Linked DNA regions of Bombyx mori: region 1 is linked to region 2. A link is a contact called in public Hi-C data. All regions are on one chromosome and are shown on one strand. The core of a region is the stretch at or near the end of the contact, and the rest is flanking DNA. Distances in the headings are between cores, read along the strand shown.

Region 1 (7,519 bases), core at 1,084-3,583, 67 kb after region 2:
GTGTCGTTTGTCAATGGACGCCGAACGTTGACTCGATCGTGCATGCTTCGACCGTGACCGGAGGGACAAGGGGGACAAACGAAAACGCATTGCATTTAAAAAAAACCTTATTAACTAATCAAGGATTAATATGCAATGAAGATGGTGAAATTTTATCACCAGATCTTTTAAGCTATTGCATAGCTTTTATCGCGGGCCTTGAGCGCGGCGACCGAATCATGAAATTCCGTAACGAAAAAACCTAAAACCTCTCACTCCGCCTACCATGTAGCTCGCGTTCAACACATTCACACGTTGCACATCCTTCAAACCGAAACGCATTACTGCTTCACGGCTGAAATAGGTAGGGTGGTGGTGCCTACCCGTGCGGACTCACAAGAGGTCCTACCACCAGTAATTACGCAAATTATAATTTTGCGGGTTTGATTTTTATTACACGACGTTATTCCTTCACCGTGGAAGTCAATCGTGAACATTTGTTAGTACGTATTTCATTAGAAAAATTGGTACCTGAGATTCGAATACCGGATCATCGCTCAACACGAATGCACCGGACGTCTTATCCCTTAGGCCACGACGACTTCATCTCTCTCTTATTCTGCCTGTGTCCCAAGCTAGACGGTGGCACTCCCTCCTTGGTTATATATAAGCCTATACTCTTGCATCCTTACAAGACCAATACGAATAAACACGACTTCGCATTCCCAATTAACTAAACATTAGTCAATCTACCCATACATTCTTTAATATTAATAGGTTCAGCGAAAAACCACTGAATTCAGTGAATGAATCAAAATTCACTTTATAGTCTGTAATCAAACACCAGATTGACGACAATCACGTGATTTCAATTAATTCGATTCGAATTCGATTATTAGAAAAATTGGTACCCGCCTGGGATTCGAACACCGGTGCATCACTTAACACGAATGCACCGGACCTCTTATCCTTTAGGCCACGACGACTTCGAAATACCTAATTACTTAATTACAAAAAACACTGATGTTTTAGTATTGTGAGCGCGAATGATGTTCAAAAACACAATAGGCCCTAACACCAGTAAAGGCGGGTTGGTTTAATAGGTACGTTGGTGGTAATATATCGATGGTACGTTGATACAGTTCTCAAAGAACGTTGTTGCCCATACTCCGGTGAATACGTTTGTCGCTTTTTTATAAGGCCTGCCGGAAGAAATGGGGTGGTTTTATTCTATTTGATTTCGATGGGCTACGGTAACTATTTAACCAAGTGGGCTGCAAACTTGTCTGTATAACTAGGGCAATAAAAAAAGAGTATTCAGAGAAAGTCAATAGAGAGGTTTCAAACAAAAAAAGAGATAGAATTTGTATGTTTTTTTTTGTATTGAACTAATGTAGCATCCTTTTGCTAATTGAAGCTTATCTAAATACAATCTGTAAATTTTACGTACCTTAATTAATATCGTTTCCTCAATTGTTCATTCTTTACATTTACATTAACTCTGTTAATATTGATACACAGTTGATTGCAGATACATTGAAACATTGATTTTAACCATTTCAGTACAAGGATAAATTTATTTTTATTATCTTTTATGCAATGATGCGTGAGCAATGCACATTTCGTGGGTGCTGGGTCAATTCACTGATTTAGTTCTTAGCGGTTAATGGTACTGACTCCTGTGTCACCGGGTTTGATTCCCAGTTTCTTTATAAAAGATGTTTGGTGTACGGGTTTCGGTCTTGATGTCTTACCTGTATGTCTTTTTCGTTAGATCTACATCGATGCAGAAGTAGCATACACACAGAAGAAAATCATATATTGGGATAGTCTAATAATTTAGGTTTTTAATTCGAATATTTAAAAAAAATCTCGTTTATAATTCTTTTGGTGTTTTTTGTGCGGTAGATTATTTAATTCATTCGAATTTACTCGAGAAAATTAAACTTTCATTAGATTTACTCATCATTTTGATGGTGGTTTTTCTTAGAACTTTATATATAATTTAGTCATAAACAAATTAAGACTTAAGTACCCTTTGAACCAGGAAAATACGTTTAGTTTTTAAATCTAAAACGGGAACAAAAACCACGGGATTGAACGCATATTAATACAATTAAATGTACATCACAAGATCGTTACTACAATACAAGATAAAAACTTCGAACGAAAAACATAGATTTAAACTTAATAAGTTAAACATGAATCGTATAAAAAGCGGTAATAAAATAACGAAGAAGCAAAAAAAAAAAAAACAAACAAACATTGCTTCGCAGAAAGGTCACGGTTATATGGATTTACATAATGTTCACAGTCCACAATCGGGTACGAATCAGCATGATTATCAAGTGCTCAATAAATATTTTCACGCGACGAACCTACCGCGACATTCGCAACCGCGCACTCGCCTCGCGATCAATGTATTTATCTTAAACGAGTTTAATTTAAAATTAAATGTAACCGAGGTTAAACTAATAATTGTTTCTGAATTAGTTTTGTGCAGCCGAAAAAAGTGACAAACGAAAACAATCTTCAGAGAAAACAGTCCATTAACTTAGCGAAGCGTAGTCTGTGAACCCACATTGATCATTGATAGATAAGATTATGGGAATGGGTTGCGAACTCTCTGGGTGGGCTGTCGCGTTCGAGAAATTCTTTGTGCTCAACCATGGTCGTTACATTTGGCTTACATTCCATGACTAGAAACTTAAGGAAACACTTCTCGGAATAATCGACAATAAAATCAAGTGCAGATACTAAAATCATAACATGTGATAGTCGAACTATCGAGATCGAGAAAGGTGTGAGAGAGCTGTGTCGGCGGGCTCTCTGCATAATTTCTTGTAATTCATCAGAACAGTCTGCTGTGTAATCAAGCCGTGGGTGGCACCTTTTAGTTTGGCCAGACACTCCACACATGCATTTTTAGAAAACACAAAGGACTTAGACAACTTTTACGCCGTTGTTACAATTGATAACGCTTTCGTTTGACATTTAATAAACTTTAACAGTTCAGTGTTGTTTCTTATCTCCAAATTATCTTTCCTGTCCTACATTTTAAGTACTTGTTATCTATTCATCTATCGCATACCGTATCCTCGACGCTACGAAGCAGTTTCAGAATCGACAAAAAAAACCTATAGTTTTAAACAATTAGGATTTTCATAATAGTTTATTGATTTATTTAAGTACATCCACGATTAGTCAGAATTATAATGCTTCAAGTAATTAACAGACATTTATTAAATAATAAATGTTGCGCGTATCTCTAAATTACTTTCGATTAACTTTCAATGAAGATATAAAATGTGAAAGCTTTATAGACTTGTTACATCAGCTGACTTTTCTTTGTTTTGGTTGTTAAACTATCATGGAGTATATACGACGAGCAAGGTGTGTGGTCGATCCCTAGGAAAACAGGTTTGAGCTCGCGTCCGGTCTGTTATAAAAAAAACATTCAAAATTTAACGATGCAAACCAACCAGCCCGGCTACAAAGGTATTTTTTCGTGGATCACCCAATAGAACTCACTTTCCATAGCACACTAACATAGTGATACAATCTCCGTAATGCGTTGTGTCGCAAGCCTAACGTAACATAAACAATCTGCAGAGACATTTATTTTGTTACAAGTAGCAATAGAACAGATGTTCTTCTGAAGATAAAATGTATTCAACTGTCATAACACAACCGTTGTGTTTGTTACATTCATTCATGACGACATTCTGGGCTTCGAGGTGGCGTTTGACATTCGCAAGACTATTATCTGCATAGTATGTCGTTAATAGCATTTATAAATATGTTATGTTATTAATTTGAGTCTATTGACAAAGATCAAGATATGTAAATTAATTTTGGATAATCTTGCTTAAGTGTTAATTCAAAGCGAGCTACCGCACTGCAATTTGGAAATTTTAATCTAGGTTGAATTATCGGACCGACATCTATGTATGCTTACTGAACTTTGCTATTGGCAGGACGTTTTGTGAGAGGCGCCAGTCCAGCGTTCCGTGGGGTAAGATGTCGAAATTTTCGATCACAAACGCAACCAGCTCGATTCCTTACAAAATTCAACCCAGAGACACAGCCCACTGAGTTTCTCGCCGCATCGTCTCAGTGGGTCGCATTTCCAATCCGGTGCTCTTGCTAGGGCCAGTGTTAGCAACACTCCGGTTTGAGCCCCGTGAGCTCACCTACACGTTGGGGTGAAGCTGAAGTAGCCTCTCAAGGCTATCAGCATAGGCAGGGAAAAAATTTCTACGATTTTTGCATATTATCTTGCACGTATTCTTGGTAGGCTGTTCAAGTTTTGGGCCAAAAAATGTTGTGTCGGAATGTTGTTGTGGCTGGATCAATTTTTATTGTTGTGTCACCAATCAACGTGCTCAATGCTCAGTGCTCAAACTGACTCAAGTTCAATGATACAACAGCTGTCTCACCCTTGAAACCGGAAAGTGTGATTGCTTCCTCGCTGTATCACTCAGGATGACGACACAGATTCACAGAGTACTACAACACGATAACTAAAAAAAAGTATGAAACAATATGCTAAAATACCGTCAGTATAAGATTCTCATAGAAATGTGATTAAATACATTATCGTAGATTTAAAGTGCAGTCATTCAGTTACAAAGTCGACATTCCATTCGAGCGAGTCCGAAAATAGAAATATCGCTGGGAATTTTGCAGCAAAGCTATTGCCAATACCGAAGGTATTCGAAATTGGCTTGAAAATCTCGAATAAATAATAGGAAAGAATGACGTCCCTGTTTGTGGTCACGTGTGGCCGGGGGCCCGAGATGAAAGTGGAAGCGTGGGCGTTAACGAGCCTTGATATGGAGATCACTTGACGTTCATATCGTGAGAAAGAAACGTGATAACTCGGTCCTTCATACGACATGCCATAGTCAGCATCTAAGTGAATGTTAAATGTTCAATGAAACAATTCAATTAAAGCTGAGATTGATAATGTTTTAGTGATATAAATTAGCGTGAAATTTCACAGTTTCGACAAGGTTAATTTGTTTGGTTTAGTACCGATAAAATCGTAATTATAGTGGAATTTTAGTAGCGAAGTTTGGGTTAGTTAATTATTTCATTCTTCGGTTTTTGCTAGTCGTTGATACATTTACTATTTTTGCCTTTAAATCTCGCGCTTTTATTGTTATTACGTTGTTTCCGACGTTTCGGACAGTCGTCAAAGCAGTTTTACATATGAATCCTTTGATTTTATGAATTTGGCAACGATTTATGGCACACGCAAAACTCATTAGGCAGTCAGGCTGCGTTTCGTGCTCTTGACCCCCAGACCGCTGTGACTCATTGTCGTTCTAATTGTCCGGTTTGTCTTCACTGCATTGTCACATCGAATTATGTGAGAACTCATCAAGCACAGCGAATTGCTTATTAGAAATATGGTTGAAAATTATTATTTATTCATCAGTTTAATTCGAGTGATAAATTTGAGACTTTTACTCAATTAATGTTTTTCGATTTGTTCCGCCGGTGAGTAATGTGTCTCATTAACAAAATTTTACTAAGTTGTAGTTATAGAAAGAAAGTTAAAAAAAACGAGAGAGGCATTTTAATTTATAAGCCCTTAAATCAAGTTTACGGCGAGCGCTTATTAATATCACGTTTGCGCTCCCTTAAATGGTTTCAAACGGTTTCGTATGATAGATCTTTTACGGCCGCTCTGCTCATAAATATTTAACTTTCACCAATAACATTTGGATTCATTGTAAGAGCATAAAGTTTCGGGCTATAACATTTCGTGAGTACTTGTAAAGCGGGCGTTAAAGAACGTACTAGTGTTCGTTTACATCTTCGAACGTGTCGCACAATCAAGTATCCTGTAAAAGCTTTCTTCATCTCATTTGTATGCGCGCCGTGGACGTTTATGTGATTGTGTAGGTTTGACTGACAAATAGCCTCGTGCCTCGGTTCTTTGTCGGCGATGTGTCGACACGACGCATCCCTCATCGTCTAGTTATGTACTCTGTTCCGGCAGATCGTACTACCTTGATTTATCTACCCCAATTCTTCGCCGAAATAAAAACAAGCACAATACACAATAGTTTCATCAAAAGTGTATTATTATTAACAGAAATAGATTATCATGAAATGATTCCACGATCGAGCAGAACGAAGCAATTCCGATGAACTTTGACGGAGGTCGAAAACCTGTCAATATTTTATCGCATAGCGGTACCGGCAAAATATTTACAGCGATGTGCACGTCCCCGTTTGCACTGAAGAGCGGTCTGCTCTTAGTTAAATAATATTTACACGCACTTCGCTTCTGTGAATGTGTGGTTTCCGGTGCACATGCGTTTAACTTTAGAATGTCGCCGAGAAGCAATGCGGCACAATAATATAACAAATGCCACGGCTAAAACTACATTTATTCATAGCATGCATTGAAAACGTTATTTTTATCATAAACTGCCGCGTCCAATTTATTTCAAACTGTAAGCGGAATTAAGCAATTAGGCCAAACGTTTCCGCTTGACTTTTGCAAGGTCCCCGTTGAGGAAAAGCTGTGTTCGTATAATTTGTCATTCCACGCTTAGTCGGGGTAAAATAAATCGCATTTGAATCTCATAGATTACGTTGATGCTTGCGCACATCAAATTGAAATGTTTTGTTGGCGCCGTGCCTCCTTTTCCATCGATTTAATGTTGAAAGCACAAAGATAAATACATAGACTATCCTCACGCGTTACATCCGTCCCAGTTTTAGGAATCACATTACGGTTTGTTTGTTTTTACTGACGGTATTCGGTTCAAAAAGTTCGAAACGATCGTGCGATGCAGTTTGTGGAACAAATTTTATAAATAGTTTTAGGCTTTAAGTGTTAAAGTGTTTCTTTGGTATCGGTAGGCAGCGGCTTGGCTCTGCCCCTGGCATTGCTGAAGTTCATGGGCGACGGTAACCACTCACCATCAGGTGGGCCGTATGCTCGTCTGCCTATAAGGGTAATAAAAAAAAAAAAAAACTACTTAATCCCGAATGTGATGTTTATATCGCAGGTGAATATACCGATTGATTATGTTTAAAAAAATCCTCTTTTTTATTATTTTCCATAGACTAGGTAATAAAAGACCTTCTTTAAATGAAGTCGTCGGCGTCGTGGCCTAAAGGATAAGACGTCCGGTGCATTCGTATGTAGCGATGCACCGGTGTTGGAATCCCGCAGGCGGGTACCAATTTTTCTAATGAAATACGTACTTAACAAACGTTCACGATTGACTTCCACGGTGAAGGAATAACATCGTGTAATAAAAATCAAACTCGCAAAATTATAATTTGCGTAATCACTGGTGGTAGTACCTCTTGTGAGTCCGCACGGGTAGGTATCACCACCCCGCCTATTTCTGCCGTGAAGCAGTAATGCGTTTTGGTTTGAAGGGTGGGGTAGCCATTGTAACTATACTGAGACTTTAGAACTTATATCTCAAGGTGGGTGGCGCATTTACATTGTAGATGTTTATGGGCTCCAGTAACCACTTAACACCAGATGGGCTATGAGCTCGTCCAC
Region 2 (7,550 bases), core at 343-2,842:
AGATCTTCAACCGCCATGGTGTTTTTAAAAATGGTTACATAATATTAATAGAAAAAAAAAGAGGTAGTTACCTATTTTTTCATCGCGGTCCCACGTCTGCGCACAGTCGGCCAGAGCGGTGCGGAAGTGTAGGTGGCATTGTAGGATGTCAGGTAGACGGTGGAATAACGTTTGTATTTTACTGGCGTTCAATATGGCCGGACTGCTCTCTTCGAGGGGCTTTTTGTAGTCCTGTGGAAAAACATAACAATTTTTGTTCCGTATTTGTTTTCTTGCAAAACTGTTAAAATAAATAAATAATAGACGCTTTTTTGTCTCATAACACTAAAGATATATATATATATATCACGGTCCTATGATCGTTAATCCAAGATCATGAGTTTTTGATGTCAAGGCTGGCTGTATTCGGGTTTAAGAGTCCACTTGTTCCGGCAACCTCTCGAGATGAGGAGGGCATAATATGATAATAAAAAATACTGATTTTCTTCAATAACTTAATCCACTACTTGATGCTACGTGTGGTTTCGCTTCAACATGTAATTTTTAAATAATTAAAAAAACAAGAACAAAAATTAAGCTTCGCCTTGAAATTTACTGCAAAAATTATTTTCATCACAGATAGAGAGAGAAACAGAGAGAGAGAGAGAGAGAGAGAGAGAGAGAGAGAGAGAGAGAAAGAAGAATGTAAACAATAAACACGTTACGTAATATTGTTGGAACTATAATTCTACCATGTAAAAAATGTTGTTGTTGCCAACGGTTATGTTGTAAGCTAGTATTTATTATTTCAAAAGAACATCACCAATTTACGATTTCAAAGAACAAGTCCTGCATCGAGCGTGCAATTATCCTGTTCTTAACCTATGTTTACGTTCGTATCGTATGACTATCTCATTAAAATATAATTCTCATAAATATAGCGAATATTCTGTATCTTAAGGAAAAAAAGATTACTGTCGCAAGAGGCTTCATTTTTTTCTTGCGTTATTAATACAAAAGTGCGCCTGGAGATTTGACCATTCATGTACCAACGAATCAACAATATTTTTAAGTTTCAAAGCGATATCGGGCCAGAGGAACACAACCAACTTTATAACTCAAACAAAAAGGTGCTATGGGACAATAAATCGTTTGAATATGTACGTATTTCTCGTCCGTTACAAGGATGGAAATTTTATTAGTAAAATCACAATGCATAACGTCAGACCGCCATCATGTTATTTATATATGTTTAGGTAAGTACATACCTATTTATATTAAAATTATAAATCATCCTTCAAATGAGGAATAAAGTAAGTAGGAAATTAATGTATTTTTTTGTGAATCCTCACTGATCGTGATTGGATTGGAATGATGCGGAAGATTACATTTACCAACCTGTTCTTTATAAAGTTCATTTAATATTACAAACGGCCAGAACGTATTCGCTCTTATTAACACGCGTACATGATTTAGAACAACAAAAAAAACTGAGTACGACAACAGAACATAGCAATTAAATACTAATTTTCACGGATTCACAATCTCTTCATACGCTAACGAGATACAAGCAAAAACGTATATTCGTCAGAAATAACGTCACATCTCGAAATAACTCGTGTTTAATGTAAATTGTAAACGCACACATTCGCAATGGACCTTGTAAGTTATGCTTCATGTATTATTATATATTCCGTGACTTGAGAGGAGAGGAATCAGCGGTAGCCAGCGGCTTCGCTGTGCCACTGGTGTTGATGACGTTCATGAGATTGGTAACCACTTCATTTTGAGTGGTGGTGGGCCGTATGCTCGTCTACTGACGAGGGCAATAAGAGAAGACTTCATTTTGCTAATTAGATGTTATTACAATTTAATTGTGAAGGGTAATGTGACATTCGCGTGACGGACTGCCATGGCAGTTAATTACTCTGAAGATGCGAGAAGACGACGTAATAACAATGTGAAACATACGCTTACAGATATTATCAATTTTATTGAAGTGTTTTTTTTAAGATCAATTATGGATTATTATAAAAAAAAATAACACATACTTTATTTCTAAAAAAAATTCTAAAGTTTGATCGCAATGAATGTATGCGTAATAGAATTTTTGTTTCTAATTGAAATTATACCAAAATCGATAGGCTAGTTTAAAAATTTGCTCACAGCCGTAATAACTCCATTTTGGGTAAATTGTGTCTTAGCTCCATTGCCTTTCAAGGCTATGTAATATTACACAAAAAAAAATGTTTGTTTATCTTAATACTATGTGTCAATGTGTTTTTTTTGCTTGGCCAATACCATTTTGCGTTATCGTTAAAAGTAGACAGTCAATTGTGGTAGTAACGCTATAAGCTTTCGATGATAATTGCGACTTATTATTGAATACAGAAAATGATACGAATCCTTACGTTGGAGTGTTTAGTCTATTTTATTAAAATCTATTTCAAAAACGAATTGTAAAGTATTTACTAAAGGGCGTATGGAAACTTAAATGATAATGTAAAATAAGTTTTATGTACGGCACCTACGGTCCCTATCCAAAACAAATCGGCTGACGCTTTGGATTAGTAGTGTAATGTGACATAGCGTGTGTCTTATTCCAGAGTCAGATGGTACATGGCATAAAATACATCTAAAAATGGACTGCGGATGTATGAGCGTATTGTTTGCAGGTAAATAAATGACCTCTGCTTCGGTAGCAGGCGATTAGATGATAAAATGCATTCGACAGGATCATACAACATATTCTTCACAGCACTTCCTATGCAACATACGATACACAACACAGAGGGAGCTTAGGTTCCACTGAAAATCCAGAGATAGAACGATAATTAGAGCGGGATTATCGACAATCCCAACGTGCCGCTTTTCAATTTTGTCAAATGGAATTACTGCATATGAGGCCGGACTAGCACTTTGTTAAACATGAGACTGTTCGTGAAGTACTTACCGCTTCGCTCTGTTTTTTTCCTACCTATGCTGATAGCCTTGAGAGGCTATATCGGCTTCTCCTTCACGTGCAGGTGAGCTCACGGGGCTCAAGCCGGGTGTGTTACTAACACTGGCTGTAGCAAGAGCAGTGCTTCGCAGAATCTACCACTGGATCGTAAACGCGAGAAGATCCGGCGAGAAACTCAGTGGGCTGTGTCTATGGATTAATTCACTCGTCGAGCCTTTCGTCGCAAGCGACGGGTTCGACGAGGACGGTGACCGGGGCGCTTCGCTCTATTGAAGACTCCCGGTACTCTAAATTACTTCGATACAGCTATACTGAACACCGCTCGAAATATAGACTCCTTCGAATTGCGGCGTCACGACAAAAGGATCTTTCTTTGTAGTGAACGCGGACAGAACACCTGTTTCTTCAATGGGTTGAATTGAACTAAATTCAATTCCCCTAGTTTTACTGTCTATTTCTGCCACGAAGCAGTCTTCGATTCCGGTTTGAAGGGTTCCACCATTATTGCTCAATCTAAATGAAAGCATTGAGTGCGTAGTTTAATAAACAAATAATGTCGGCTTACGTTAGGATTAACCTTGTTTAAACATTAGATCTTATTTGTTACGTCTAAACGTTCATTATGAACATAAACAATAATTAAATACCGAAAATATTGTGATAATTGAAACAATGTTTAACATAATATAAAGCAGACTCCATTAAGAGGCTTGTGGAGAGTATTAAGCGGTAGGCAGCGGCTTTGCTGAAGTCCATGGGCGACGGTAACCACTCACCATCAGGTGGGCCGTATGCTCGTCTGCCTACAAAGGCAATAAAAAAATAATAAAAATGTAACTCAATTTGTCTCCTTAAATATTGTCCGGCAACGCTCGGCGCCATTTTCATTAGGGATACGACCTCGTCTATTCGTACTTTATTGAAATATATCCCTAGTCCCTACTTCTTAATATGCCTATCTTTAGTATGCGAACATCAGACAAAACAGTTCATATGTGCAATTTATGTTTATTTCTAACTCTTCACTTCTTCAATTCAAACTCTTAATGGTCTTGTTAGCTACAAACCACAAATTTGCAAGGATCGATCAAATAGAGAAAGATAGAAAGTGGCTCTAAATATCATTCATATTAGTATGGAAAAAGACAAAGAAAAAGTCACTACGTAACGTTTGTTTGTCAACTGTTTGTCAACTGATTTTAAATTTCTTTCAAGTGTACGAGTGTATCAAATTTTATTGTGGAATAATATTCCCCTGGAAATATCAATAGAGCAATACAGAAAATTTAATATCTGAAACAAATCTAAGCCGTGGGGTCTCAGTGATTATGGTCGAATTTTGATAATCGGGCGAGAAAACCTGATAGGTATTATTATTAGCCGTATTTTCACTTCATACTTACATCTACGAGTATAATGTAATATCGTTCAAATAAGAAATAAAAAAAACGAATCGAACAGATCATAAATATCGAAGGCTAATAAAATATGGCATTAGTTATAAAACCAGACGAGACGATCCAGTAACGGTTAAATTTCCATAAATATTCGAGTCGACCTACGCGCCAATACACCAAACCCGTCCGACTTTTGTTCCGTTGCTTTTATTTTTTGATTGATAAAAGAATCACCTCTGAACAGGTATTCATTGATGTACGTTACGTAACGCGTCCGATCAGGTAGCTATCGAGAAGTCGGCGAACCGCTTTCCGAACCAGTAATCTGGTTAATAAACAACTTCAAGATGTTGTTTAGCAACAGTTACCGCACTGGTTAATTAAACGTCCTCTCAAGGGATCTCACGTCTGGTGAGAAAGAAAACAATAGTTCCGTCTTAAAGTAGCACCGATGTTTTCAATTCAATTCGGACACAGTTTGCGTTATAGAAACACTAGTCATGATCGAATTAATAAAAAAAAAATTTCTTACACAATTTTTAATTCAAATTTATTAAAATTTATTTTCTATTTTTTAGTTGGATTTTCTATAAAAGCAGCGTATTTTGTTAGTTTTTTTTAAACTATTATTATTTTTTTAAATATTGAATTGTCATCGGTCCTTAATAAGTATACCAAATTTCGACTTCATCCGACGATTTGAAGGGGGTCAAAATCATGTTCAAAGATTCCGTTACATACTCACGTACATACGTCTGAGGCTAATAAAAGCGTATTAAAATTGGCAGCTGCTTCTTCTTCTTCGTCAATCTAAAACATATACGCCCTTCCCGATCGCGGATATTGCCCGAGCGACGAGAAATGGCAACGTGCGTTCTCAGAATGGTCAACACGAGATGTTAAAGATAGCCATCGGACCGGTTCTTGCACGCTGATACGTATTAGCGAGTCGACTCCCTTGTTGACAACGTGCGTTTGTTTAGCTTCACCATAATTTAAGGAAACAAATATCTGAAGTAGCTCGACTTGTACGGATAATCTCCGACGATTTGCCAAACGAACGGTAACGATACGTTTGGCTTGTACACAATAAAATTTGCTCTATTCGTTTCTAGATTAGCAGTGCTTTGTTTATAATCTATATATTAATACGTGAAGCAAAAATTTTGTGCCCCTTTTTACGAAAATTGTGAAAAGAACGATGAAATTTCCCACACTTATTATAAAGAATATAGAGGAGTGCAGAATATCAATTTTTTTTTTTAATTATGCTTCAAAATACATTAAATCAATAAAAACAACATTACACACACCACCATGTATTTCACACACACACGCATGCATACTGTTTGTTAACTGTCAAACTTTTCTTATTGCTTATAGTCGGTGGTCAAATTGAGAATAGATTAAATATGTATTGTTTGTCTTTATTAATATTTGTCTAAAGTGCAGTCTTGGCGAAGTTTGTGATTATAGAAGTATAATAAATAGTTTTTGACAATAGAATCATAATAGTGTACAATGTTATAATTTCAATTAATTATAGTCGAATTTCGACTATCGGGGCACTACTAGTAAACTTAAATTAATGAAAATGTTCAAATAAAAGAATTGCCTAACAAATATCAGAATGCTATTTAATTTTCTCGGTTTACTTACATTTACGAGTCGCTGTAGAGTGGCGACGTATGAGTTTTCACTGTGTATAATAGCAGCGACGACGTGCCGACGACGCAGTTGCACGGGCGTCAGCGAGTCCGGCGGAGGGCCCAGAGACGGCGGCGGAACTCTCCCTCCTCGAACCTCACCGCCGCACGAGAACAAATCCTCCTCCAGCTGAAAGAAAAAAAAAAACTATTACCTATTTACCCTTCTTTCTAAACAAATCTACTAGAGTCCCTGATTAGTTAAACAAACGGAAATAGACAGTGTTAGTATTTGGAATTATGAGTTGAAGGACATGCGGCCGCGCACAACGAATGTAAATTCGCTGGTACCGACCGACACTCGGTCACTACCGTCGCGTCACTACCGATTTGGATTCAGCAACACGCAAACGTCAAGAGTATCATCACTCAGAATTCAAAGACTTACGTTATAGTGCGTCAATGTATATTCGGCTTTATCATGGAGTATTCTCATGCAAAACGGACAAAACATCTCTGAGGCAAATTCGAGTGAATTAAACAAACTTTTGACATTTACGTGCAGCACGTTATTCACGTAGTCTCACTAAAAATAAACTGAAGTAAGAAAATTACAATCGTATACATGAAGCCGGTATGGTAGCACACTGGATACCAATCTGACATCATTATATCACATGTTAAAATAGATTATTTGTTTAGCGTGTTGAGACCTCCGAGGCGACGCGACATACACGAATACGCGATCGTCTCGTTACTGCGGTTCGACGTTCAATGACTGCTCAATGGCCGGATCATGATTCATCTAAAATACTAAATGTGATTCACATGGTTTATACAATATTAATTGTTATTCCTGTGTCGTATTCTGTATTACGTAAAAGGATAACGGAATTAATATAGGGGTTTTGTTTGAATATCCTTATCTATTCTTGTGTTATTCTGATGGATACTTGTAGACTTGTAAGTCGTCGTGGCCTAAAGAATAAGACGTCCGGTACATTCCTATCTCGCGATGCAACGGTGTCCAAATTCCGCCGGCAGGTACCAATTTTTCTGATGAAATACGTACTTAACAAATGTTCACGATTTACTTCCACGGTGAAGGAATATCATCGTGTAATAAAAATCAAACCCACAAAATTATAATTTGCGTAAATACTGGTGGTAGGACCTCTTGTGAGTCCGCACGGGTAGGTACCACCACCCCACCTATTTCTGCCGTGAAGCAGTAATGCATTTCGGTTTGAAGGATGGAGTAGCTGTTGTAACTATACTGAGGCGCATTTACGTTGTAGGCTCCAGTGACCACTTAACAGCAGGTGGGCTGTGAGCTCGTCCACTCATCTAAGCAATAAAAAAAAAAGATATTTAACAAGTAACCTCGGGTAATTTGGGCATCTTGTCGGTTTCGTGCGAGTGCATGTCGTACTGGTGCGTGGATCCCCTGCGTACGCTGAACCAGCGCGCCAGCCTCCCCCCGCCCTCGTCGTCGGGAGGGGGCGCGGGCGGAGTGATTCCTCCGCTTCGCCATCGTTCGCACAGCTCCCGCGCACGGCTGAGGGT

What was found. Hi-C and Micro-C count contacts between places; a contact is called where the count stands out from the background.
Region 1: a Hi-C map of whole pupa shows a contact between it and region 2, with 7 times the contacts expected there. The contact joins two enhancer-like sites. A contact is called at or near these places in 2 of 7 Hi-C or Micro-C datasets (midgut and whole pupa).

The regions. Positions count from the first base shown.
Region 1 is chr8:8,786,123-8,793,641 of ASM3026992v2, forward strand. No RefSeq gene overlaps it. Among protein-coding and RNA genes, the nearest start is that of LOC101745631, 27 kb to the left of the region's middle. Within about 2 kb of position 2,334, at least 2 of the 8 cell types and tissues checked have open chromatin away from gene starts, as enhancers often do.
Region 2 is chr8:8,719,824-8,727,373 of ASM3026992v2, forward strand. It overlaps LOC101745631 (rho guanine nucleotide exchange factor 10), which reads right to left. Exons shown (of 14, transcript XM_012695463.4): 4 at 7,368-7,550; 5 at 5,998-6,174; 6 at 72-231. Among protein-coding and RNA genes, the nearest start is that of LOC100101187, 26 kb to the left of the region's middle. Within about 2 kb of position 1,593, at least 2 of the 8 cell types and tissues checked have open chromatin away from gene starts, as enhancers often do.